7 separate regions of the Mus musculus genome follow, and regions 2, 3, 4, 5, 6 and 7 are each linked to region 1. Evidence: chromatin contacts called from public HiChIP or PLAC-seq and promoter capture Hi-C data. All regions are on one chromosome and are shown on one strand. The core of a region is the stretch at or near the end of the contact, and the rest is flanking DNA. Distances in the headings are between cores, read along the strand shown.

What was found. Promoter capture Hi-C pulls out the DNA fragments that hold promoters and counts their contacts. HiChIP or PLAC-seq counts read pairs in DNA pulled down with a chosen protein or histone mark. Capture Hi-C pulls out chosen DNA fragments and counts their contacts.
Region 2: a contact with region 1 is called in a promoter capture Hi-C map of adipose tissue, with 3 times the contacts expected there. The contact joins the promoter of Eea1 here to the promoter of Plxnc1 in region 1. A contact is called at or near these places in 2 of 39 promoter capture datasets (embryonic stem cells and pre-B cells), 3 of 115 datasets of contacts at active chromatin or transcription factors (bone marrow-derived macrophages, embryonic stem cells and pro-B cells) and 1 of 9 other capture datasets (adipose tissue).
Region 3: a promoter capture Hi-C map of liver shows a contact between it and region 1, with 6 times the contacts expected there. The contact joins the promoter of Ndufa12 here to the promoter of Plxnc1 in region 1. A contact is called at or near these places in 11 of 39 promoter capture datasets (the 3T3-L1 cell line, 3T3-L1-derived adipocytes, cranial neural crest and 6 more), 13 of 484 Hi-C or Micro-C datasets (B cells, cerebellar granule neurons, cerebellum and 8 more), 11 of 115 datasets of contacts at active chromatin or transcription factors (astrocytes, bone marrow-derived macrophages, craniofacial prominence and 8 more) and 1 of 9 other capture datasets (macrophages).
Region 4: a promoter capture Hi-C map of hippocampal neurons shows a contact between it and region 1, with 4 times the contacts expected there. The contact joins the enhancer-like site here to the promoter of Plxnc1 in region 1. A contact is called at or near these places in 2 of 39 promoter capture datasets (hippocampal neurons and stem cell-derived epiblast-like cells) and 7 of 115 datasets of contacts at active chromatin or transcription factors (craniofacial prominence, embryonic forebrain, embryonic hindbrain and 4 more).
Region 5: a promoter capture Hi-C map of liver shows a contact between it and region 1, with 3 times the contacts expected there. The contact joins the enhancer-like site here to the promoter of Plxnc1 in region 1. A contact is called at or near these places in 3 of 39 promoter capture datasets (hippocampal neurons, liver and stem cell-derived epiblast-like cells) and 5 of 115 datasets of contacts at active chromatin or transcription factors (embryonic hindbrain, embryonic limb bud, embryonic stem cells and 1 more).
Region 6: an H3K4me3 HiChIP or PLAC-seq map of stem cell-derived neural progenitor cells shows a contact between it and region 1, with 5 times the contacts expected there. The contact joins the enhancer-like site here to the promoter of Plxnc1 in region 1. A contact is called at or near these places in 8 of 39 promoter capture datasets (the 3T3-L1 cell line, cranial neural crest, embryonic stem cells and 4 more), 1 of 484 Hi-C or Micro-C datasets (the N1E-115 cell line) and 7 of 115 datasets of contacts at active chromatin or transcription factors (embryonic forebrain, embryonic hindbrain, embryonic stem cells and 3 more).
Region 7: an H3K27ac HiChIP or PLAC-seq map of microglia shows a contact between it and region 1, with 5 times the contacts expected there. The contact joins the enhancer-like site here to the promoter of Plxnc1 in region 1. A contact is called at or near these places in 2 of 39 promoter capture datasets (hippocampal neurons and stem cell-derived epiblast-like cells), 6 of 115 datasets of contacts at active chromatin or transcription factors (embryonic forebrain, embryonic hindbrain, embryonic limb bud and 3 more) and 1 of 9 other capture datasets (embryonic stem cells).

The regions. Positions count from the first base shown.
Region 1 is chr10:94,942,957-94,946,431 of GRCm38.p6, reverse strand. It overlaps Plxnc1 (plexin C1), which reads left to right and starts at 1,587. Exons shown (of 31, transcript NM_018797.3): 1 at 1,587-2,915. The coding sequence starts at 1,854.
Region 2 is chr10:95,938,775-95,942,249 of GRCm38.p6, reverse strand. It overlaps Eea1 (early endosome antigen 1), which reads right to left and starts at 1,587. Exons shown (of 29, transcript NM_001001932.3): 1 at 1,278-1,587. The coding sequence starts at 1,301.
Region 3 is chr10:94,197,523-94,200,997 of GRCm38.p6, reverse strand. Ndufa12 (NADH:ubiquinone oxidoreductase subunit A12) reads right to left here and starts at 1,963. Exons shown (of 4, transcript NM_025551.4): 1 at 1,868-1,963; 2 at 966-1,048. The coding sequence starts at 1,953.
Region 4 is chr10:94,247,632-94,251,106 of GRCm38.p6, reverse strand. No RefSeq gene overlaps it. Among named protein-coding and RNA genes, the nearest start is that of Gm32749, 11 kb to the right of the region's middle. Within about 2 kb of position 1,931, at least 73 of the 459 cell types and tissues checked have an H3K27ac peak or open chromatin away from gene starts, as enhancers often do. A contact at or near this core is called in craniofacial prominence and hippocampal neurons, where this site is marked.
Region 5 is chr10:94,264,351-94,267,825 of GRCm38.p6, reverse strand. No RefSeq gene overlaps it. Among named protein-coding and RNA genes, the nearest start is that of Gm32749, 27 kb to the right of the region's middle. Within about 2 kb of position 1,720, at least 11 of the 459 cell types and tissues checked have an H3K27ac peak or open chromatin away from gene starts, as enhancers often do.
Region 6 is chr10:94,316,903-94,320,377 of GRCm38.p6, reverse strand. It overlaps a transcript of Tmcc3 not described here. Among named protein-coding and RNA genes, the nearest start is that of Gm4792, 20 kb to the right of the region's middle. Within about 2 kb of position 1,542, at least 18 of the 459 cell types and tissues checked have an H3K27ac peak or open chromatin away from gene starts, as enhancers often do. A contact at or near this core is called in stem cell-derived neural progenitor cells, where this site is marked.
Region 7 is chr10:94,359,313-94,362,787 of GRCm38.p6, reverse strand. It overlaps a transcript of Tmcc3 not described here. Among named protein-coding and RNA genes, the nearest start is that of Gm4792, 62 kb to the right of the region's middle. Within about 2 kb of position 1,842, at least 5 of the 459 cell types and tissues checked have an H3K27ac peak or open chromatin away from gene starts, as enhancers often do. A contact at or near this core is called in microglia, where this site is marked.

The DNA.
Region 1 (3,475 bases), core at 338-2,837:
AGTGTAAAACCTGCAGCAGGTGACCTGTGAGGAAGCTCATTCAGAGCCCCCTTAAAAAACAATACAGATTCCTATCCAGAGCTTGGCTGACTTGGAGCTAAGAAGAGAAGATCACACAGCAACCAGTTGCAGTCCTAGGAAGATCTAGGAAGAATGCAGATCATTTCTTAAGGACCCATACGGGTCTTTAGCTCCCTCTCCATTCACCACAGAGTTGAAGGCACCAAGGCTTGCCTCTGGGAAGCCCACTTCTGAGAAAACATGAGCTTGCCTGCTCCCCAGAGCACAGTGATCTTTCTGTTCCAGAAATTCTCGGTGGCTTGCGAGGTGGGGGAAGGGGGGAGCACCCCAGCTGACAGTTGCTACCTGGATGAAGTGGTGGAGGGAGCCCCTCTAGAAACATAAGAGAGCTCCGGACTCTTGAGATGCGAGCCCTGGCTGCTGAGCCCAATGTACCTTTGCCTTTATTCTCTGGGGAGTGTAGTTTAGTGGCCACAGGTGGCACTGGACTAGCAAGAAACCTGTAAGAGGCTCCGGTGTGAGGTGTGGATTCGAATCTCTGCTGTGCTATTTGCTAACAGCTGTACCCGGGCAGGTTCCATAGCTTCTCCAAGACCTTTCTCAAAAGCCGAGTAGGGTTGATACAAGTCACTAATTAATACTGTTTGTCCCAAGCATCAAGTGAATCAAAATCTACATGGTGCATTTAGAACTATGCCCAGAACGGAGCAAGTTCTCAATAAATGTTAGCTTTTGTCACTAGGGTTAGATAGTGAGCAGAACTTTCTAAGTGCTATATCTGAGAGCCTGGGACTCCGTTGCCAAGGGAGACCAGGGAGCCTTTTCAAATATGAGAGCTCTGGCCCGAGGGATTGTCCACAACGAGAGTGTGGCGCCTTTCTCCTACCTCACTCTGACCGAGGGAAACCCACCCCCGGTCACAGGGGCGTCTTGGTCCCCCTCAGCCGCCTCCCGCTTGGCCCCAGCCCCCTGGCGCATCTCTCAGGCCCCCCTCCCGCCGCTCCACACCTGTCAGCCGCCCTGGCAGCCTCCCAGGGGCTCAAGCCCTGGGCCTCCGCCGCAACCCGTTCGACCCTGGGTCCTGGCTCCGCGAGCCTCGCGTTTGCCCGGGGCTGCTCTCGTAAACAAAACCCGGGCGTTGGAGCAGCCCCGCGGGCTGGGGAGCGCGGGAGCCAGCTCGGTGCGCGGTTCCGGCGCCGGGGGAACCCGGGGCGAGCAAGGGGCGATGGTGGCAGCCGCGGCGGCCGCGGCAGGCGGCTCAGCTTTGTTATGAATAGATGAAAGAGGCCACCTACACAGTAACCCAAATTACGAGACCTCCCTCCTCCCGATCTCACCGAATCAAGAAGGGAGGGGAGATGGGCGTGGAGGGAGGGCGGGCGAGAGGCGGAGGGCGGAGGAGGAAGAGGATGAGGAAGGGGCCAGTTGCATCCCACTTTCACAATGGGAAAGTGAAACGCACAAGCGCACCCAACCTCTCCAGCCCTCCCCGCCCGCCTCGCTCCCCTCCGCCCGTCCCCTCCCTTCCCCTCCGCGCCTCCCCGCGAGCGCCCGCGCCGCACAGAGGAACTCTCCGGCGAAGGCGGACGAGGAGGAAGCGTCTCCGGAGCGCGCAGGGCTTGCCGCCGCGGCACAGGCTGCCGGAGCGAGCCCGCCGCGCGCCGTCCTCCCTGCACTCCTTCCCGGCCGAGCCGCGGGGATGGGGCGGCCGCGGGAGCCCGAGCGCGCGCAGGAGCCGCCGCCGCCGCCACCGCCGCCCGCGTCTCCGTCGCCGCGCGCCTGAGCTGCCCGAGCTGCCGCGCGCCCTGCCCGGGGGCGGCCCCCCTAGCCCCATGGAGGTCTCCCGGAGGAAGACGCCGCCGCGCCCCCCGTACCCCGCCGCACCGTTGCCCCTGATCGCCTATCTGCTGGCGCTGGCAGCGCCCGCCCGGGGCGCGGACGAGCCGGTGTGGCGATCTGAGCAAGCCATCGGAGCCATCGCGGCGAGCCGGGCGGACGGCGTGTTCGTGGCGAGCGGCAGCTGCCTGGACCAGCTGGACTACAGCCTGAAGAACAGGCTCTCTCGCCTATACCGGGACCAAGCGGGCAACTGCACGGAGCCCGTCTCGTTGGCGCCCCCCGCGCGGCCCCGGCCCGGGAGCAGCTTCAGCAAGCTACTGCTGCCCTACCGCGAGGGGGCGACCGGCCTCGAGGGGCTGCTGCTCACCGGCTGGACCTTCGACCGGGGCGCCTGCGAGGTGCGGCCCCTGGGCAACCTGAACCGCAGCTCCCTGCGCAACGGCACCGAGGTGGTGTCATGTCACCCGCAGGGTTCGACGGCTGGTGTGGTGTACCGCGCGAGTGGCACCGACCTCTGGTACCTGGCGGTGGCCGCCACCTATGTGCTGCCGGAGCCGGAGACCGCGAACCGCTGCAACCCCGCAGCATCCGATCGCGACACGGCTATCGCGCTCAAGAACACGGAGGGGCGCAGTCTGGCCACGCAGGAGCTGGGCCGCCTGAAACTGCGCGGTAGTGCGGGCAGCCTGCACTTCGTGGACGCCTTTCTCTGGAACGGCAGTGTCTACTTCCCCTACTATCCCTACAACTACACGAGTGGCGCTGCCACCGGCTGGCCCAGCATGGCGCGCATCGCGCAGAGCACAGAGGTGCTGTTCCAGGGCCAGGCTGCCCTCGACTGCGACCACGGCCACCCTGAGGGCCGCCGCCTACTGCTTTCCTCCAGCCTGGTGGAGGCTGTGGACATCTGGGCCGGCGTGTTCAGCGCGGCCACTGGAGAGGGCCAGGAGAGGCGCTCCCCCGCCACCACGGCTCTCTGCCTCTTCAGGATGAGTGAGATCCAGGCGCACGCCAGGAGCTGCAGCTGGGACTTTCAAGCGACTGAGCACAACTGCGTAAGTCCAGCCCCCGGGGTTCAGATGGAGTCTTGGGTGACACTTACCAAGTCTCAGGTTCACTACACCACCGACTGGCCGAGATTGCAGGCTACTCTAAAGCACAGTCTGGGGTCCCCAAAGGGAGCGTGTAGAAAGGGTGACGGGGTAGCGGGGAGGATTGGAGGGAGGTTCAAAACTCTAGTGGCTGCCTCTCATCTTTTTAGTACAAATGCGGGCGCTTGTTTAGGACTGAGCTCCCCCCAACCCCCCGGGCCCGGGCTATCCTCTGTTCCTAACCGCTTCTCCAGACCAGAGTCTCAGTGGACATGTGGGCTTGACCCTTTGAGCTAACAGTTACTAATGCCCTTACAGAAAAAGCTATCGAACCTAAAAGACTCGCCGCCACACCCCGGCCTTTGTGCCCCCCCCCTCCACCCACCCCACCTTCCAATCTCTGGCTGCAACCTATGTGATGTGGTCTGTAGAGTTGTGGCCTGCTCCGCACTGGTAAATAAATGCTATGGTGCAAAAGCCGCTCGCAGACCGCCCAGCCTGAACCAGCGCGAGGGGGCGGGGCT
Region 2 (3,475 bases), core at 338-2,837, 1.0 Mb before region 1:
CAAACCACAAACTCCTTTTCTCTTGGGTAACTGTATGGGGGGGGAGGGGGTGCACTCACGTGTGCGTGTGTAACCTGAGGTTAAGGTAATCAGTTCTCTTAAGCAAATCAAGCCATCAATCATGCACAGAAGCCTTTGCTGTTGAACAAAGCAGCTGATGGGGAGAGTAAAGGGTATGCCCTTGCTTGCTACCAAGGTTCAGCTCTATCAAAGTTTCAAAAAAACTACCAAAAACGATTGCAAAAGGAAAAAAAAAAAAATCCAATGTCCCCACAGAGGGCCAGAGCAGACGTTAACTATGTTTCCTCTGATGTATGACCAGATGACTTCAATGTTTCACAGAAGCTGTCTAAACAGAATCTTCCCTTCCTGTGTACTGGCTGACTCAACCCTCCTTGGCACATTTCTTAACTAAATGCTACACATTCAGTAAGTTCTTGTCCTTTGAACTAATTCTCCTACTCTCTAGGTAACATCTCTTTACATTAACCAGCTGCAGAAGGGAGCGAATGGAAGCTATCCAAAACACTTGAGTAGGCAACTCTTATTAGAAGCGATTTTAATTATGTTATTCTAGGAACTGGTACCTAAACAAAACATCTACGGCTTTCCAACGCTCTTACCTTTTTACCCTCAAGATTTCCCAGATTTTACATTGAGATAGCCCTGGTGGAAACTAAACTGGAGTGTATCTGCCGTTTGAGCCATTTAGTCCTGGATAACTAAAATGAGGTTCTGGGTCTTGGAGAGGAAAATGCACTTGTAATTCTTAAAAGAAACTTTCCAACAGTGAGTAATATCTTCCTTCTCCACCGACTTTGGCAGTTCAGCGTCTTCAAGTCCCAGGACTAGGCCGGGTCTCCCATGACCCTCCTGTACCGTGCAGATAGATGAGTAAGGAGGCAGACAGGCAGGTGCGTGTCGTGGGAAGGTGGTGGCACGCTGGGGCAGGGAAGGGCCCCGCAGCCGCCCGCAGCCGAGCACCCACGGGCGCGGAGCCGGGAGCGGGGAGCGGGGAGGGGCGCGCGCGGGCACCACACCCTCCAGCCCGTGGTGACAGCCCCGAGCGCGGGAGCCGAGGCTGGAGGCCCTCCGGGCTCCGGCCTGCGCCCCGCCCCACCCGCAGCCCGGCTCCGGCAGGACCAGCAGGCCTCGGCGCACGCTGTCACCGGGCCTAGCGGAGCTCTGAGCGCCCCCGCCCTCCAGCCCGGGCTGCCCCGCGGCCGGGCTCGGACGCTCGCGCTCACGTGCTGCCGGAAGGACGGTTTCACTCTTACCCTCTGCAAGATCCTTCGAAACATGGTTTGGCCGGCCGCCGCCGCCGCCGTCACCGCCGCCGCCGCCGCGGGGACTCTCCGCGCCCTTATGCGGGTTACTCACGACTGGAGGGCGCGAGGGGCCGGCAGCCGAGCCGGGAGGGAGGAGGGCGGGGAAGAGGCGGCGGTGGACGCGGCTTTGGCGGCCCCGACTTCCCCACAGGCGGCGAGAGGCTCACGAGCACGAGCCAGCGAGGAGGGAGCCAGCGAGCGCCCGCCTGCCGGGCCGCCCCCGTAACTGACAGCTGGGCGGGCCCGCCCGCCCGGGGCCGAGGGGCGGAGCCGCTGCAGCCCCGCCTCCTCGGCCTGTCCATCCGCGGGGAGGGCGGGGCCGGAGGGAGGGCCGGCCCGAGGCTTCGACCAATCGGAAGCGGGGCTAGTGTGAGAGACAGGCCACAGGAAGCTGGTGCCTTGGCTTCTTCCGCCGAGAGCTTGGACCTTGGGTGCCGGACCCTGCTCGGGAATGTTGAGGGTTGCCTGGTGTTCTGATGGAGAAGATGCGTGGGGACCTCACGGGTCCCGCCTGGAGGTGTCCCCCACACGGGGATGGAAGAACAGGTTTTAGAGCTAACTTCAGCTGAGCCCCAGCCTAGGATGGAAGTTTGCTAGCGCTCTTAGTGCAGCAACCCCGAGCCGGATCCTCCTCTTGGCTGGAAAGGCTGATTCGACCTCTAAACTCCAAGCCATTGTGGACCCGAGAAACCAAGGCTTACTTAACTGTGTTGGGCTTCCCCCTGCTTTTCCATACCCAGGTTACCCGCTTCCTTCCTGCTTCTGATTGCAATCAGAGCAACAATAAAACATGGGAGGAGGCTGGGTTTGGGATTAACTAGAGAAGTTTGGGTTTATCCTTTTGTGACAGGGCAAAGGTTTCTTCATCTTATTTCAGCTGGAGCCATCCTTGTTTTAAGCTGAAACACACACACTTTTACTAGCCCTTCCGTGGGAAAGCACCTAACTATGTTCTAAAAGCAAGGGGTAGAAATACCCCAGCTAACTTCGTGTCCTTGGCTTCTGTTTAACCACTTGCTTGCTTCCTCCTTCAACTGCCAGCTAGGATGTGAGTTTTCTGTGTTCTTTGTCTCTAGAAACTCTCTGTAATGTGCATTCGGGGTTGCTCTGTTATAAGTGTTTCTCTCCCAGGCAATTCCAGTGCTTGGGAGGCCTCTGCCAGGTTCTAGATGACTAAACTGCACAAGGTGAAACTTGGGATACTGACAGTACCTAGTGACCTGGGAGCTGAGAGAGCAATCAGAAAGGCTGGGAACTGGGGATGCCTAGATTGTGGGGTGGGGGAAAGCATTGAATACCTCAGGTAAGGTTTCTCTATCTGTAGCTAATAATCCTAGGGACTTGTGGAAAAGCTAAATGCAGTGTCAGTTTCTGAGTCGGTGGGGCCTCCAGGACGCTGTTAGGTCAGGATTGTGGGGGTGGGGGGGCTACCAGATTTGAGAACTTTGTCCTATTTTTGTATTGTGTAGATTGCTTGTGCTGTTCATTGTTCTTGAGAAATTTAAAATCATGGGTCAAAATTCTTCTACCCAGAAAACCCCTTGAATCTGATGAACTCTCATTTTAAGAGTCTCCAGAGGAAAGCTCACGAGTCTGGAGAACAGATCTCAACGGGAAAATTAACTACTTTGTGTACCCTTGATTGGTCTTCACTTCAGGTGGGCTGGCCTGCTGAAGGCTACTTCAGCCTTCCTCTTATGCACAAAGGGCAACGTGTGGTCTCTAATAAACCAGGACACCTGGACCAGTATCCCACATTCTGGCCTGAAGGAGTCCCAAATCCCAGAATTTAAAAACTTACTGACCAGATCTCTCCCCCAACACCACCATTTTTGTTTCAGAGAAAGTAAATGAAACTAAGGTGCAGGACAAGTGTTGGCCTCTGGTCCTAGCAGCACCGTCAAGGGAGTTATGCTGCCACCCTCTACACCTAGAACACCAGCCAGGCAAAAATACATGTCACCAGATCCACTGCTGAGCCCAGCTCACACCTGAAGCGGATCCTCTTATCAACCCCAACCACCCGATCATTCTCCTATTTCTGACTCTGACCCCCCAGTCCCCTCCTGACTCCCGTTTGGAGGCCTCCTCCCCACCTGCTCTTCTTTTAAAGGCACACCAGGCCTCCTTGGGCTGCCAGCTGCAGG
Region 3 (3,475 bases), core at 714-3,213, 750 kb after region 1:
ATGAAAACCTGTTTTTGGGGTTTTGTTTGATAGGGTTTCTATGCAGTCCAGGCTATCCTGGCTAGCCTCAGACCTTTGGCAATTCTCTTGCCCCTGCCTTCAGAGTACTTGGACCACAGGAGCCACGATGCTCCAGCTCAGATTACTTAAAATCTGACCAAAGCTTAAAGTTCTGTGGTTTGTGTTTAAAATGTTATGGTTGGCCGGGCGGTGGTGGTGCACGCCTTTAGTCCCAGCACTTGGGAGGCAGAGGCAGGCGGATTTCTGAGTTCGAGGCCAGCCTGGTCTACAGAGTGAGTTCCAGGACAGCCAGGGCTACACAGAGAAACCCTGTCTCAAAAAAAAAAAAAAAAAAAAAAAAAAAAAAAAAAAAAAAAAGAAAATGTTACAGAATAAGATGCAAACGTCTGGGGCACCAACTTGCAGCCACATAAGTCTGGCTTACACACCTCTACAGAATAGTATGAGGTGATAGATGGCTTGGCTTCTTCACCTGAAAGATGAGGTCTGGGGTCGTTGAAGGGTGTACTTCAGGTCACTATGTATGGTGGCAGGTGCCCAAACTGGCTGAGCCATCCCCTCTGCCCACGTTTTAAATTTCCTATTGAGTTTTCCGTTCCAAGTCACTTAGTATCTGTTCATGCATGATGTCAAAACTAGACTCTGAATCCTAACCCCATCCATTTATACACACACACACACACACACACACACACACACACACACACACACACACACAAAATCTATAAATACTGGGCTGGAGAGATGGCTCAGCGGTTAAGAGCACCGACTGCTCTTCCAGAGGTCCTGAGTTCAAACCCCAGCAACCACATGGTGGCTCACAACCATTTGTAACAAGATCTGACACCCTCTTCAGGGGTGTCTGAAGACAGCTACAGTGTACTTACATATAATAATAAAATAAATCTTAAAAAAATAAAAGAAAAAGAAAATACTGCACTCACCAAAAAATTGCTTGTTGTCTTCGTAGTATTTATTTCCATATTTGTCTTCTCCCACCAGTGTACCAATCCTTATATCATTTGCCCTTTAAGAAGTACACAGAGGAAAAAAAAGGCATCTCAGAATGATTCACACTGTTCAAGACAAACCCAGAAACAGACCGTACCACCGACTGTTTCTGCATCGACACAAGAACGAGATGCTACGGGGGATGCTCGCTGCTTGTACACCTCTAGCCTTCAGCCGAAGGCTCTTGCCACTCAACGCTCACGAATTAACTTTCTGGCAAAGAGCTCTGGAGTCTCCTGTGTTGTCCCAGCAGCATGCAGACAGGTGTGTGTGTGTGGGGGGGGTAATCAACCAAACAACTGATGTGCTTAGATTGCATATAAAACACTACTTTCCAGCTACGGTCCACGTATGTAGATACGTGCACCCTGAGACACTAAGTTAGCAAAACCTTCAGGCAGTCAAAGTACTTCATCATCTTCGTATTACGAGTGTCCCCTGGATTATTCACTGGTCCTCCGGATTTGCTGCGATTTATGGGGCTAATCGGGACTAGCATGATCGCCACCTTCAACTTCTTACTGTACACAGTGCAGAGGAAAACTTGCCCAAGGTCACCGTGAGGGGTAGAGGGGTTGCTATGCTAAGCCTCATTACACCCCAGGACTCGAGCCCGGAGCATCCCGGCTACCCTAGCACCTGCGTCACAGCTCCGCCACTAGGGGCTGAGTAGGGCCCAGAGACGTCTCAGTCCAAGGAACTCAACTCTTGGGACTGAACTTGTCCTTGACCGGATCCCTGGACCTCCAAAGTGATCTAATCTGAGCTCCTTTCCAGGAAAGCAGCCAGCGGAGGTGCGTCCCCAGAGACCCAGGGTCTAGCCCTGGCCTCCTACCTGAAGAAAACCCGTAGGAGGCCCCGCAGGCCGCCGTGGCCGGTGACCTGCTGCACGCCGCGCTTCAGGACCTCCACCAGCTCCATTCTCATCTGCATGGTCCGCCCCTTCCGTGTTCGGGTAAAACCCGCCGGGCGGAAGACGAGATACTCAAGGCGCCACCGTTTGGAGGTTCCTGCTCGTCAACCGGCCGCGGAGGTCGTTCTACGCAGGCGCAGAGCTGGAGGTCGCGCAGGGAGGATTATCTGGGGTTTTACAGTACAGGTTGGTGTCTTCCTAAAGGTGAAATTAATGTTTTCGGAGGCTGTACCCAGAAAGCGACCCTGCGGGGAGAAGTACGCCAAGCAAAGCTTTCCCAGATGGGAGTTTCTCCTGTCGAAATAAGTTTCTTCCTCCAGACAACGATGACGCACATTCCAAAAATTCCTTATAGCACTAGAAGCTAAGAAATGCATTACTGACCCCACAGCGGTATTGTACATTTAATACAGAGTGCGTATGATTTTGAATTCATTAAGCGTCGGTATGCTGGTAGATGAGTGATGAAGAATTGCAAAGAATAAGATTAAGTAAAATACCTGAAGGATTTGTTATTTTATTGTTGCAAGGTGTAAGCACAGACACTAGGTAGACTTCATCACAGAGTTAGTGCTTTACAAAATAATAAAATAAATAAACAATACTGGCAAACCCCTAGCCATAAAAAAGAAAAAGAAAAGAAAAGAAAGAAGAAACTAGGATTAATAAAATTAAAGATTAAAAATAGTTAAGTGTCAAGTCGACAAGGCTGGCCAGATTGCGAACCTCGGGAATACACCTGCCTCCACATCCCTGGAACTGAGTCTACAAAGGTGCCACCATACCCGAATTTTCTACATGGGCTCTGAGCTGTAACTTCTTTTCTCACGCTTGCAAGGTAGGCTAAGATCAAACCCAGGTCCTTGGCAAGAGCAGCTAATATTCTTAATTTCATTTTAAAAATATTTTGCGTTATTTGCATATTGTTTCCAAGCCCTGTGTGTCTTTACATATTCCTCACAATATGTATGTTTTTTGATGACTAGAATGCAGGGGAGTCACAGGAGACTTCTGATAGCAGGATAGAAGGCAAATTGGCCTCCAGCTCTTTCCCTTAGAACACAGCCAGTAGGCAGTAAGGAGCAGAACAGAGAGACTCTGGCCATGCCCAGATTCTGTCCCACTGCAAGTCCCAGCTAACAGCCACTAATACTCAGTGACTACAGAGATTTAAACCCATGATTTCTGCCAGACCCCTGTTCTGACTGAATGGAGATAGGTTGTCCCTGACCACCTCTGTCTGTATTATACATTCATGTGAAAATGCACACTTCTAACTGGTAGGTTTGGGGTGGCTAACCGCAAAACCTTGATGCTTGACATACTGCCAATAGTTTTGAAGCCCCTTCTATATCCTTCCCCGTTTGCACCTTCCTCCTCCCTTCCCAACTATTACCTAGACTTGATGCTCTTGCTTCTTGACTACATTTTATATGTATATGTACATGTAAATGTACTGTTACACAGATGTAACAGTAAACTAGTTAAATCATATTCTCTATGCTTTATGTACTTATTCAAATCGATGCA
Region 4 (3,475 bases), core at 682-3,181, 700 kb after region 1:
TAAGGCTAGGTGTTAGAGCAGGGCCAGAGCATCCCCCTCTGGCCTCCACGTGCACAGGCACAGGTGCACACACCTGCACACAGATGCAGCATGCAGCACACATGAAGGGGGTGCTTTTACAAAGATCCTCAACAGACCCGGGTGGCTGAGTAGAGGTGGCATTTTCAGATCACATTCCCTGGCCACATTCCGCAGCAAACCCTCCATCCAGTCAAGGAAATGCACCATTTAGTGTTCTTCTTAGCAAGTGGATATCTTTAGCTATCTGATAACAGCAGTAACTTTTTTTTCCCTCACCAATAATAGGGGTATAAGAGCCAGGTATCCTGGAAATCAAATATATATATGAATCACATATAATCATATATATTTCTGAGTCATTCATATATATATATATATATATATATATATATATATATATATATATATATATGAATGAATGATTCAGAAAGAGAAAAGGTGATATGTGTGATAGAGCCCAAGTATTGGGTGACAGTCAAGTGTACCCTGCCAGATCCTTCCATGTTTCTATAAGAAACTATCATTGGCAGAGCTATATAGTTCTTGAATTTAGGTCATAGGGTTGCCAGGGGGCCCTGGGCACTCATGGAGCACCCTGCTTTCTTTACTATGATGGAGACAAACTGGCTGCTTCTAAGTGTCTACAAAGCTCACTCAGTGCCTTTTGGGAGGTTACAAAAACTCAGCCAACAAACAGCCTTCCCTTGAACCATATCACTCCAGAACCCTGATCTGAGAGAAACCACGGTCTGCTGCTTAGAAGCTACCTGGCCCACGATGCTCTGTTAGAGCAAGCTGCTCTGACCAACCCTGTGGGTGGCACCACATTGCCATGCCCAGTGTACAGTTCTATGTTCTATCCATGTTCATTTCTGTCCCTGTCCACAGCTCCAGCCTTGTGTTCTGCCTACGGTCACGGTGTTCGTTCATTCCTTCTTCCTTCATTCCTTCTTCCTGAACTTCTTTTTGAAGCATCAGAGGTCAGCACCTTCTCTACTTCTGAGCCAGCACCATAACAAGTCATAGCCCTAATTTCTCCACTGCCTCTCCTTTGAGGCTCGCTGAGGACTTAGCGCACTGCAGATGTGGGGCACAGGTGCACAGGCTACTATTATTTTATCCCAGGGGGAAGCTAGGACACAGTGTAAGATAGGGATTTTTTTTCCCCAAGAAATATTCATGAGAAAACTCGTATTTTCTTCCTTCCTCTTAGGCCCTGACATGGTTTCAACCGCTCCCCTGGAAACCAGATAAAACTGCCCGTAATCAGGCACCCACGCCTCTTCAGCCGGGACTGATTAGCAGAGGCCCACTAGGGGCCCGACTATCAAGCGGTCTCACGTGACCATCTCAGGCTGCCTCTGCTGAATGACGCTGATTGGAGCTCAACAGTCATTTCATTCGGTAACAGTTGCCGGGCATCCAGCGTATGGCTTTGGGTAGAAGTGCGTGACGTGCTGCCTCTGATTTATGTCCGGTAATTTGAGAAAAAAACCTCTCCTTGCTAAGTGATGTGACCCTCTTGTATCTCCCTCTATTTTTAGCCACCAAGTGAGTGATGAATCAGGTTATAATCTGACAGGGTACTCAAAGACATATTAGAGTCAAATTAAATTATAGTGCCTAAGATGTGACCCACATTTTTTGAAAAGCACAACCAGAACGTTATTATCCCTGCCTTGTTTCAATCCACTCTCATTGGAAGAAAAAAAAATTAAAGGACTCATTATGTATTTTTGAGTTGAATGAGACTCTAAAATTGAGCTTCCTTGTGTTTTAATCAAACCCCAAATGTCCACGCAGCATCTTCCAAAAGCCATAGATAGAAATTAGTTCTTACATGTTAGCATTATGCCGGGAGCTGCTATCCTGTGGGAGCAAGAGTCTCATCCCCATACATATGGACACACCTGCACCGGAAGCCCGGAAGCCAGAGGAGCAACGGCAGACATTCTCATGCTTATGGAACCATATAGTGAGGAGGCAAATGCTAACCAAATAACAAAATAAGTAAATGGCTAGGCTCTGAGGTTGAAACTGTGCTGATCAGTCCATTTCTGTCTCTCCCCATCAATCTGTCCAGTTTCTCTTTCCAGAAGATTCCATGAGACTGAAGATGACCACTTGCAGCTCCTGGCTACTACAGCAATAAAGAATTAGAATCCTGAGGGGAGGGGGGGGATTCTTGTCTCCAGAGCTCAAGCAAAGCTCCAAGAGAGAGTACAAGAGCGAGCAGGTGCATGTGTGTGTGTGTGTGTGTGTGTGTGTGTGTGTGTGTGTGTGTGTGTGTGTGTGTGTGTGAGAGAGAGAGAGAGAGAGAGAGAGAGGAGGGGGAAGCGGAGGGGAGGAAGAGGGAGAGAGGTTCAGAGGGAGCGGAATGGGGGGAGAAAGAGAGGTGGGGAGGGAGGGAGGGGGAGGGGGAAGAATAGTGAGAGAGAGGAGAGGAAGAGGGAGAGAGGGGGGAAGGGAAGGGAGAGAGGGGGAGGGGGAGAGAGACAGATAGACAGGCAGACAGAGAGGTGCTGCCAGGCCTGATTCAGACCACATACATACCTTTTCCTATACCGAGCGTGAAGACTGGGGAAGCAGCCATCTGTTTGGGTGTTTTCCCCAAATAAAAGTACTAAGATCTAGTTCAACCATAGAACTTACCTAGCACTCAGAAAGCCTGGACTTAATCCTTAATACTGGGGAAAACCTGAAACCCATAAACAGTGAAACCATTGCTGAAGCACGGTAGACCGGTTTGTTTATTTGACACAAGATCAGAGACTTGTTCTTCAAAGTAGGTCAAATGAAAGAAGAGACGAAACTGAAGCGTACATTTTCCTGTTCCTTCTGGCTCTTCTACAGGACATGGGCTTCAGATGTGAGAGCATGGTGCAGAGAGACAGTCCATGAGCTCAGATCTGCCCACACTGGCAAGTTTGGCTATGTTTACTGTCATCGTGACAAAGACCTGACTGAAATAACGCATTGGAGGAAGGCTATCTTGGGCTTATGCTTTCTGAGGGCTCCTTTCTGGTCTGGCTTGGACCTGACATGAGGCTGACCATGACAGAGGCCGACAGGAAGCAGAGTGTAGCAGTTTGCATCATGGAGGCCAGAATGTTGAGAAAGAGGATGGCCACACCCCTGGCTTTCTCCCTCCTCACAGGACAGTCCTTCTCTCTTAGGTAACCCTCTCAGGGACACACTACCACAGACACACCCAGCATTCTAATCCCCGGGTACTTCTCAGCCATGTCATCAGAGTGAAAAACTAGATAATCATTGTGGCTAGCTTTCTTCCTCCATAACTCCCAGTGTCCATGTAGTTTTGGTAGGTAGGTAGGTAGGTAGGTAGGTAGGTAGGTAGGTAGGTAGGTAGGTCATCTTACCCCTGAAATCAGTTTCCTTACTGAAAGCATGGGAATAAGAAATCCACCATAGAGGACAATTGGGAAGATTAAAT
Region 5 (3,475 bases), core at 471-2,970, 680 kb after region 1:
AGTCCAAATAGATACTGACTTGATTCATGCTAAGGATGGTAGGGACATATTAAACTTTTGTTTTTCATAGATAAGCCACCATACTTCTGCAGAAGCAGAAGACTCCGTATCTGTAATAAATACTGTTCCAGGCAGTGTTTGATGGCATTGTGTGGTACGATGTCATGTGGTGCAAAGTGTACATACTGGATATTTAGAATCCAGGCTATAGTAAAGTCATGTGATGCTCCACAGATGAGTGGTCCCAGAAACAGCCCAGATTCATTATACAGCAGATTGTGAATCCATTCTGATGGTTGTACATTCAGAAACCTTTCACCGTTGCCAAATGTTTTTACAAATATCCCAGCTTCTCTACCTGTCTCTGGTCCTTGTCCCTCACATCTGTCTGTTCTCTGAAAGCTACCAGCAAGAATATCAGAACCACGTTACAGGTTGAGCATCTCAAATTCAAATGCCCACAATCCAAGACATTTCAAAACTAAACTTCTCAAATACCAACATGATGCCAAAAGTAGAATATTCTGTTTCTGACCCTATACGACAAGTTGTAGTCAAAATGCAGGTACACTAAACATTAGCTAAACTAAACTAAAGGTGGACCAGCAAGATGGTTCAGCTTGCCACCAAACCTGATCTCCTCGGTAGCATCCCTGAGACGTTCATGCTGGAAGGGAGAACAGACACATCCCAAGTTATCCTCTGATCTCTCCATGCATGACATGGGTGCACCCACCCGCCACCTACACACACACACACACACACACAAATGAATTAGTTAATCAGTGTAATTGAATTTTTAATTATATAAAGGTACCGACAAATGGTAAGGTGTACATAATATGAGAATTTCATATTCCACATGAACTCCCTATTTCTTTGTCTATCCCCCAGGAAAACTCATCATACGAATGCAGATACTTGAAAACTCTTTAAAACATTAGAAAGCCACCAGGAGTGGGAGCCATGCCTTTAATCCCAATACTCAGAAGTACTCGGAAGGCAGAGACAGGCAGGCAGTGTGTCTCACAGAGGTGAGACTGAGGCCAGCCTGGTCTACAGAGTGAGTTCTAGGCCAGCGGAGGCTTCAGAAAGCCAAAACATGGCTGGTCCCAAATAATTCAGTAAGTAGTATTCAACCCGTACCAATGTGTTTGCTCCATTTTCTGCCTAACGGTGACTCTGCTGCTCACTACTCTCAGGCTAATGCTCTGGTCTGCAACACGGCATCGTGATCTGACCGCTATCATCAGTCTCTCCAATTTGGCAAACAGCTCCTTCCCCAGCCCAACCCTACGATCCCCTCGAGACTCAGAAATAGCCAGTTCAGTGTGTTCCCCTGCCCAGTCCAGCACCAGGTGGGGGAGAGATCAGAGAAAACCCATCCGTGCCAGAGGGGAGGCGTCATGAAGGCTTTGAGTCACCTCTGTTAGGTTCTTGGTGGGCCCCAGATGCAGCACTGCTGGTCTCTTTCACCAGCTGCTCGCTCGCTCGCTCATTCGAATCGGATCATTTCACAGTTGAGTCCTTTACTTGCGTCTGTTGGCTTTAGCTGTTGTGTGTTATTCATAACCAAAAGGGCTCCAACAAATGCGCTGATGAACTGAGAGGAAAGGCATTGATTTCCATAAAGGATTTGCATGAGAGAGAAGCGCTTCTTCACTGGGACGAGGGAGACAGGCCTGGGGAGGTGCTTGGCATAGCATTTATATCTCAGTTCTGTGAGGAGAGCAGCTGCAGACCTTGGAGTCCCTCCTTGACATAGGCTCCCTCTTGAAGATGCACAGCCTCTGAGTGTCCATGTGACAAAGTGCCACACAGCAGAGCCTTCTCTCTCTCCTGTGAGGGATGTGGCTGTCTCAAGGGCAGGTTGACTGGAGTTCATTCAAAGATAGAGTTCTTGGGACAATGCTGAAGGCTGTCCCCAGCGGGGATGAGCAGCCTGGGCAGTGGAAATGTATATCCTCCAATGGTTTATTGGGCAACTCGCCCAGAACATTGGGAGAAATCCCATTCTCTAGTAACTGTAGTGGATAGACCTGCTTGCAATCTGTCCTCTGAGGGTTTACAATGAAACTTGACGGTATAAGACAGAAGCAGCAAAATATGGGTCATTACCGGAAGTGTGCCTCCATTCCAGTGTATGGACCAGGGAAGCCTGAGAAAATCAGCTTTGCAGGATAATATTTACTTGAAAAGGTGAAATAATAAAATAACCTAAAACGTTTTTAAAATCTCTTACATGTGGAAATTTCATTTTTCAAAATCTTCTCAACAGCTTGCAAGATATTTATAAAATGTTATGTAGAAGAAGCAGTTTATAGAGGGGTTGATCCAGTTGTAAAGCACTTTCTGGATACTTGGCAAAAAGGGTCTCTCTAGGTCAGTGAGAGACCCTGTCTCAAGCAAAAGATACAAGGGGACTGAGATATGACACTAGAGGTTGTCCTCTGACCTACATGCACACAGACACACACACACATACACAACACACACATACCACATACAACATAGACAAACATATACCACATATAAAAGCCACACACATTTTTAAAGATACACACACACCACAGATAGACACATACATACCATACAATACACACACCACAGACATACAAACCCTATACATACTACATTCATATACACACCCAACACAGACGCAGACACACACAACACATATATACCACAGACACACATACACATACCCACAAACAGACACACACACCGCAGACATACACTACAGTCATACATACCATATACACAGCACATACACACATTACATACATATCACAGACACACATACCACAGACAAACAGACATGCACCACAAAGAGATAAACAGGCACACATATCACAGACACACATCGCAGAGAGACACACATATCATATACAGACACACATATCATATACACAGCACACAACACACACACACACACACACAAATGTCTAAAACATATAGATACACACACATCACAGACACACCACACACCCACAAACAGACAGGCATACACAGCGCGCGCACATGCACAAACACACCACACATACATGAACCACAGAAAGACAGACACACGCACACACATACCACATACAGAGCACACACATGCATGACACACCACATACAGCACAGATAGACAGATGAACACACACATGAAGCAATATTTATAATTCAGTATTTAAGTTTTGTTGTTTAAAGTCAGAAATAGAATGGAACAACAGAATGCCAGTGTGCCAGGGCCACATGACTGAAAGTCATATAACCAACACAGGGGTCTCTGGGTAGTTAACCTGAAAGCTCTTATCAATTTTCCTTGAGCCACTTTGGAAGAGAAGATGGAGATTTCAATAAGCTCCATTTAGTCCCTCATTTTCACACAGATTAGAGGACCCAATTGTGAAATGTCACATTTCCCATGGCCTGGTCAGGAGTAAGCCAACTGAATTTACAACAAACCAAACACCATGAAATGGATGCCAGC
Region 6 (3,475 bases), core at 293-2,792, 630 kb after region 1:
GTATCTGGCTATGGTGATATTGAATCAGTAATTCAAGAGGTGTTGTATAGAAATCGGCATTTTCCACAAGGGGTTCTTATGTACAACAGATTCTGTGAGCCACTGTTTAAAAGCCCATCCTATGTGCGGGGTTCTAGACCCCAAGGCAGCAATCATCATCTATATATCAGTAACTTTAGAACAGACTCTCCCAAGATGCACATCTCCATACCCACCCAGCCTCCTGAAATGGCTTGAAGGTATCTCAGACTCAAAGCAACAAGGCCCAAGCTCCAGTCCTTTACTTTCTCTTCAGGGCGTTGTGTCCCTCTTCACACCACCACCACATGCCTCAGGCAAGCAGGAAGCCTGGAGACAGTCACTCTGTGTTTCTTCCCTGGTCTCGCATGTCTTCTCAGCCACCAAGGCCTCCTGATTCCACTGCCAAAATCTTGACTAGGATGGGCCTCACCACTACCTTAACTCCCTCCCTTGTGTGGACACAAATGATCATAGCAACTCCTAACAAGTCATCTCACCTCAATTCTTGACCCAATCCCAAGTGTGTTCTATACCCAGCAGCCAGAGAGACTTTGATATCGAGATTTCACTTACAAATATCTGCTGAGAACCTCTCAGTGGTTTCCCACTGCCCACTGGTCCCTTTCCAGGGTGTTTCACACCGTATATCCTCACCTGGCCCACCTCTGCTTTTCCAGACTCAATTCTTGCCCTCCAAGTACCTGACCTATCCTTCCGGCCACTCCGAATCCTGCTCCCTCTTCAACACGTGCTGCCTCTTTCCCCTTTCCACTCAGGCTTTGCACGCCACCTGCATGTGATCTTCCTCCTCTTTCTCTGGCCATCCATTGTATCCTTCGAGTCTCAGCTAGCCGCCAGCCTCATTCTGGAGGGACTTCGTGAACTACCACACAAACTAAACAAAGAGCTCCCGCTACACAGTCCCACCTCTGTATACTCTCCGCACAGCAGTACACACAACAGATAACACTGTTTGGCTCCATGAAATGGGGGCCATGAAGAGCTGCTCGTGCAGGACAGACTCTAGGGATGTCACAAGAGCGCAAGTCTGAATTCCGTATGCGTGATGAGTGTTGTCTCATTAAATCTGTCCTGTGTGGAACAACACCTATGAAATGCACCACACACACACACACACACACACACACACACACACACACACACACACCCGCCATTCCTTCAACTTGAACGCACACACAATTTTAAATTCAGAAAGCCATATTTTATCAGTATTTGTATTTTAAATACCAGCTGCTCTGGCAAATCATGTCACAGATACCAGGGTAGTTCATTGACAGAAACAAGAGGTGACATGCCTCAGAGCTAGCTAGCCAGATTGTTGTTTTTGTTTTTGTTTTGTTTTGTTTTGTTTTGTTTTTCAAATTAAAAAAAAATGCCCAGTACCTTTTTCAGTAGTGCCTCCCCTTGGCTGTATGGGAGGCTGAAATGCAGCTGAGAGCTTGCTAGGACTGTGGTGATGAAAATGGAAAGGCTTCTGGAAAAAAACACTGAAGCTTTGTATCTTCTGTGTGCTGTGACTTTCGGTTGCAATCACAGCTGGCTGCCAAGGATGGAGGCTGCCTACGAGCTCCCCAGCAGCCTCGCTGGAGCACGAGATTCAATTTCAGTCACCAAGCATCTAGACTCTTTTTTTTTCTCTTGTAGCATAAACATTAAGGGCATAGACTTTGGTGCCAAGACACTTCCTTTAAAATCCCTGTCACAACATTTATTAGCTGTAGCATGCTAGGCAAACTACCTAGCCATTCAGTAGCTAGCTTCCTTGCCTGGAAATGAGAACGGAGTAAAACCTAGTTCATAGTTTTGTTTTGAGAACTAAGTGATTAATCAATTGCCTGTTGTGTGCTTGGTTTAAGAGTCCTGCTGGAAACATTAGCTAGTCCTATTACTCAGTGTTCTAGGTTCGTAGAAATAGGTCTGGGGGGGAAGGGATATGAAGCACAACAGAGATGATGGAATCAGAAGGGATTTGCCAAGTAGTATTAAAAACTAAGTCTTTGTATAGGGAGCTAAGAATGGATCAATTTGCATTCCACCCAGATGTCCCTCAACAGAGGAATGGATACAGAAAATGTGGTACACTTACACAATGGAATAAACTACTCAGCTATTAAAAACAACGACTTCATGAAATTCACAGCCAAATGGATGGATCTAGAAAATATCATCCTGTGTGAGGTAACTCGGTCACAAAAAAATACACATGGAATGTACTCACTGATAAATGGATGTTAGACAAAGAGCGTGGAATACCCACAATACAACTCACAGACCACATGAAGCTCAAGAAGAAGGAAGACCAAAGAGTGGATGCTTCAGTCCTACTTAGAAGGAGGAACAATATAATCAAGGGAAGTAGAGGGTGGGAAGGACTTAGGAGGAAGAGAAGAGGGGGAGGGGGGAAAGAGGGGAAGAACCAGATATGGGAGGAGATGGAGGAAATGTACAGAGGATCAGGAAATTGAACAGACGTGTGTAGCAATGGGGGATGGGGAACGGGGGTAGCAACCAGAAAGTCCCAGATGCCAGGAAAGCAAGAGCCTCCCAGGACCCCATGGGGATGATTAGCTAAAATACCCCAAACAGGGGAGAGAAAAACCTGTCGAGACCATATCCAGAGGTTAGGGCATAACCCCCCCCCCCCAGTTGAGAGATGGGACCACTCACCCATCTCCAAAATTTTAACCCAGAATTGTTCCTGTCTAAAGGAAATACAGGGACAAAGAGAAGAGCAGAAACTGAAGGAAAGGCCATCCAAAGACTGCCCCACCTGGGGATCCATCTTGCATGTAGATACCAAACCCACACACTATTGCTGATGCCAAGAAGTGCTTGCTGTCAGGAGTTTGATATAGCTGTCTCCTGAGAGGCTCTGCCAGATCCTAACCAATACAGATACAGATGCTCGCAGCGAAACCATTGGACTGAGATTAGGGACCCCAATGGAGGACTTAGGAGAAGGACTAAAGGAGATGAAGGGGCCTTATCCGGCATCAATGGGAGGGGTGGCCCTTGGTCCTGTGAAGGCTTGATGCCTCAGTGTAGAGGGATGCTAGGGCGGTGAGGCAGGAGTGGGTAGTAGGTAGGGGAGCACCCTCATAGAAGCAGGATAAGGGGGAATGGGCTAGGGGGTTTGCAGAGGAGAGACCAAAAAAAGGGGATAACACTTGAAATGTAAATAAATAAAATATCTAATTTAAAAAACAAAACAAAAAAAAAACCCTGAGTCTTTACCATAGCTGACCACGCAAGTCAGAAAACCCTTAGTTGTGAATCAACAGGTCAGCGAGAGCTGTCACACTCGATTTGAACCCAGGCAGATGGGTTCCCAAGATAAAGTTCTGAGCCACTGAGAAATATCCTGTCTTCATATCTTTTCCTTTGTGGGACTGGAATTCCAAAAAGGAGAAACTGGAATAAAAGGACTTGGGAA
Region 7 (3,475 bases), core at 593-3,092, 580 kb after region 1:
GCCGATGGGCTGCAGCCAATCAGGGAGTGACACGTCCTAGGCGAAATATAACTCTCCTAAAAAAGGGACGGGGTTTCGTTTTCTCTCTCTCTTGCTTCTTGCACTCTGGCTCCTGAAGATGTAAGCAATAAAGCTTTGCCGCAGAAGATTCTGGTCTGTTGCGTCTTTCCTGGCCGGTCGTGAGAACGCGTCTAATAACAGACACCGCCCTTTGTCTGGATAAGACTTAGCCATACCCGGTGAAACAAAGTTTCTCTCCATCCAGATGGCTACATCAGCGCTAAGAGCACCCTGTCCTCGCTTCTCTGGCCCTTTTGTTCTGGTTCCTGTTGCAGAGGGTCCAGCATTTCTGTAAGCTTTCCGCTTTATGTGGGTCTTCCCCACTCCTAGCTTCTGGAAGAAAGGGACTTCAAAGGGCAACCAGAAAGGAAGAGAACATGGGCTACTGCTCCGGTGCCCATCACTGCCCTTCCGGCTGGGAAAAGCAAACTTTACTCCTTTAAGCACAGAGTGTTCAATCTGTAAGTGAAATCTATTGGGCCTTAGTGAAGGTCATTAATGAACACCCCAGTAAATAGCCTATGATAGTAAGCAGGAAGATTTGATGAGTGTTCACACCACCCACAGATTCAATATAATGCATATCAAAATGCCAATGACATAAACAGAACAAAACAATGCTTTCAAGTACATAGACCCACAAAAGACACTCCCAAGATCCGCTAAAGTTTACCTTAACTGAGGTGGGAGGAGTCACTCTGAATACGGGTGGCACTGTTGCATTGGTCTCAGATCACAGATCAAAATACAGAGAAGGGAGCCGGCATGAGCATTCATTGATCACTACTCCTTTTCTAGAGACTCTGTGTGACCAGACATCTCAAGTTCTTGACACCACGATGTTCCTCACCATGATGACCTGTACCCATGAATTATGAACGGAAACAAACCCTTTCTTAAGGGGCTTTTGCCAGGCGCTGTGTCACTGCAACAGGAAAAGCCGCTAACACAACGGTCTTGAGCAGGAACAATTGGAGAAACCACACTTCCAGCCTTCATATTAGATGACAAAGGTACAGGAATTAAAACAGCAACGCCCACGGTGGTACGAATAGCGGTCCTAGAACTCAGGAAGCCGAAGTATGGTGAACATGAGTTTGAAGCCAGCCTGGGTCCCAAACCCAGATCCAATTTAGACCTTATCTCAAAACCAACCAAACAAAGATTATAAGAACAAACAGTAAGTAAACAAAAGGAATAAAGAGAAAGGGAATATAAAGGAACAAAACCAGATAGGATAGAGAAACAGGAAATCATGCCCACATGTGCATAAAGGGGTTTAACACAGATAACAGGGGAAGGGTATATCTACAATAAACAGGAGAGGGGAACTAGATATTCAGATGGGAAAAAACATGAAACTAGACCCTTTTCCTTTCCCTTCCTTCCTTCCTTCCTTCCTTCCTTCCTTCCTTCCTCCCTCCCTCCCTCCCTCCCTCCCTCCCTTCCTTCCTTTTTCCCCCCTCCCCCTCCTCCGCCCCCCCTCTCTGTCTCTCTCCCTCCCTCCCTGCCTCTCTCACTGCAGGGCCTCTCTACATAGCCCTGGCTATCCTGGAGCTGTCTATGGAGACCAGGCTGGCCTCACACTCACAGAGGTCTCCCTGGAAACTGGAGCCACCCATGCACCTAGAACGCTGGTGGGTGCCGGGGTGGGCAACGGGACCCTTCCTTCCAAAATTTTGTCATGCAAACTGACAGTGCCTCCTGATTGACTGATCCAGGTGCCTACTTTGGTCTGGGCCCCGTTGAGTTCCCCTACCATCTATAGGGAAATTTTAAAAAATAAATTCCCTGTGTTTTCCCTTCTTCAGAGGCAGACATTTAAGAAGGTCACTGGCCAACCACAGAGATAACAGAACAGAAACTTCAGTGACCACAAAAAACAAGAACACACAGTGACAGATATCAGTTAGCAAGGTCACAATATACATCAGCCCCAATAACAACAACAACAACAACAACAACAACAAATCAACAGATTTCCAAATAGTAGGAAAGTAGGATTTCCAGACTCACCATGTAAGAGTCTTAAAATTAAAAGTCTTATATGTTTTCTTTCTAGCTAAGATGCTAAAATTATGACAAATTGTGAAAGAAATATGGTCTTTCTGTGAGGAAACCAAAGACCAGAAAATCCTCAAATGGCATCAACTTTATCTAATAATAATAACAACGACAGCAGCAGCAGCAGCAACAACAACAACTAGACCCTTCCCCAGGGAGTCAGGATACAGAGGGGACATTTCAGACAGACACAAAAGAATAAGAAAAAGAAGATGGCAGGGAAGTTTTCCTTTCCTTTCCTCTCTCCTTTGCTTAACAATATTTCTCAGTACTTTGGTTATCAAAGTCATTAGAGTTTACAAGGTATGAATGTAAAGCACTCAGAATCGCTCCCGTGCTTATGAAAATCCCAATATTAGCTTTTAATAATATTATTATTATCATCTAAATACACTCTGAGGCACAAGCCAAGTTCTATTGATGTCTTTCTAGGACAAAGACAGTTTAACCAATATTTTAGTGAATTAAAAAAACAAAACAAAACAATGCTCTATCAAAGTAACAATGCAATTCATAATTAAACTCTCTCTTCTAAACCAGAATTAGAGAGTTTGTATTTCTGTCATTGTTATTGATACAGGATATCAGTATCGGAACATAAAACCCCATGTAAGAAGCCATGCTTGGTGCCATGCTTGTAATAAATCATCGTCGTCATCGTCATCATCATCATCACCATCGTTGTCACCATCACCATCCTCATAATCACCATCATCATCCCTGGAGCATGCTGGTTAGACAGCCTAGCCTACCTGACAAGCTTCCGGTCAACAAGACATCCTGGCTGAAAAAATAAAAAGAGGACTGGAGAGATGGCTCAGCCACGCCCTTGTAGAGGATCCAGATTTGGTGGTTGCTCATGGCTGTCTTTTACTAGTTTCAGAGGACCTAATATCTTCTTCTGGCTTCCTCAAGCACTGTAAAACATAGTGCCCGTACATACATTCAACAAAACACACATGCACGTAAGATAAAGGCAAATCTTTCCAAAAGTTCAAGTGGACAGCACCCAAGAAGCAGCATTGCAGTTGCCCTCTGACCTCGACATGCATACAGTCTGCACACACACACAAGCAGGCATACTCACATGTGTGCACTTGCACACACAAACACACACTGAGACACACACAACCCAGAGCATTCACGCAGGCTGTGTGGTGGCACACTGAAGTGTGGGAAGGACGGGGCAAGAGCAAGGTTTGTAGTAATTCCAAGCCCCTTTGGTTGGGTAATCTTTTGCTGAATTAGTTTATTCATGTTGCGTCTTCTGTCCTAGTGCTAAAACTCTGCAAGCAACCTTAGACCCCTAGGTTGTTTTGTACCCCGGTCTTCTCCTCGGGCCAGAGACACA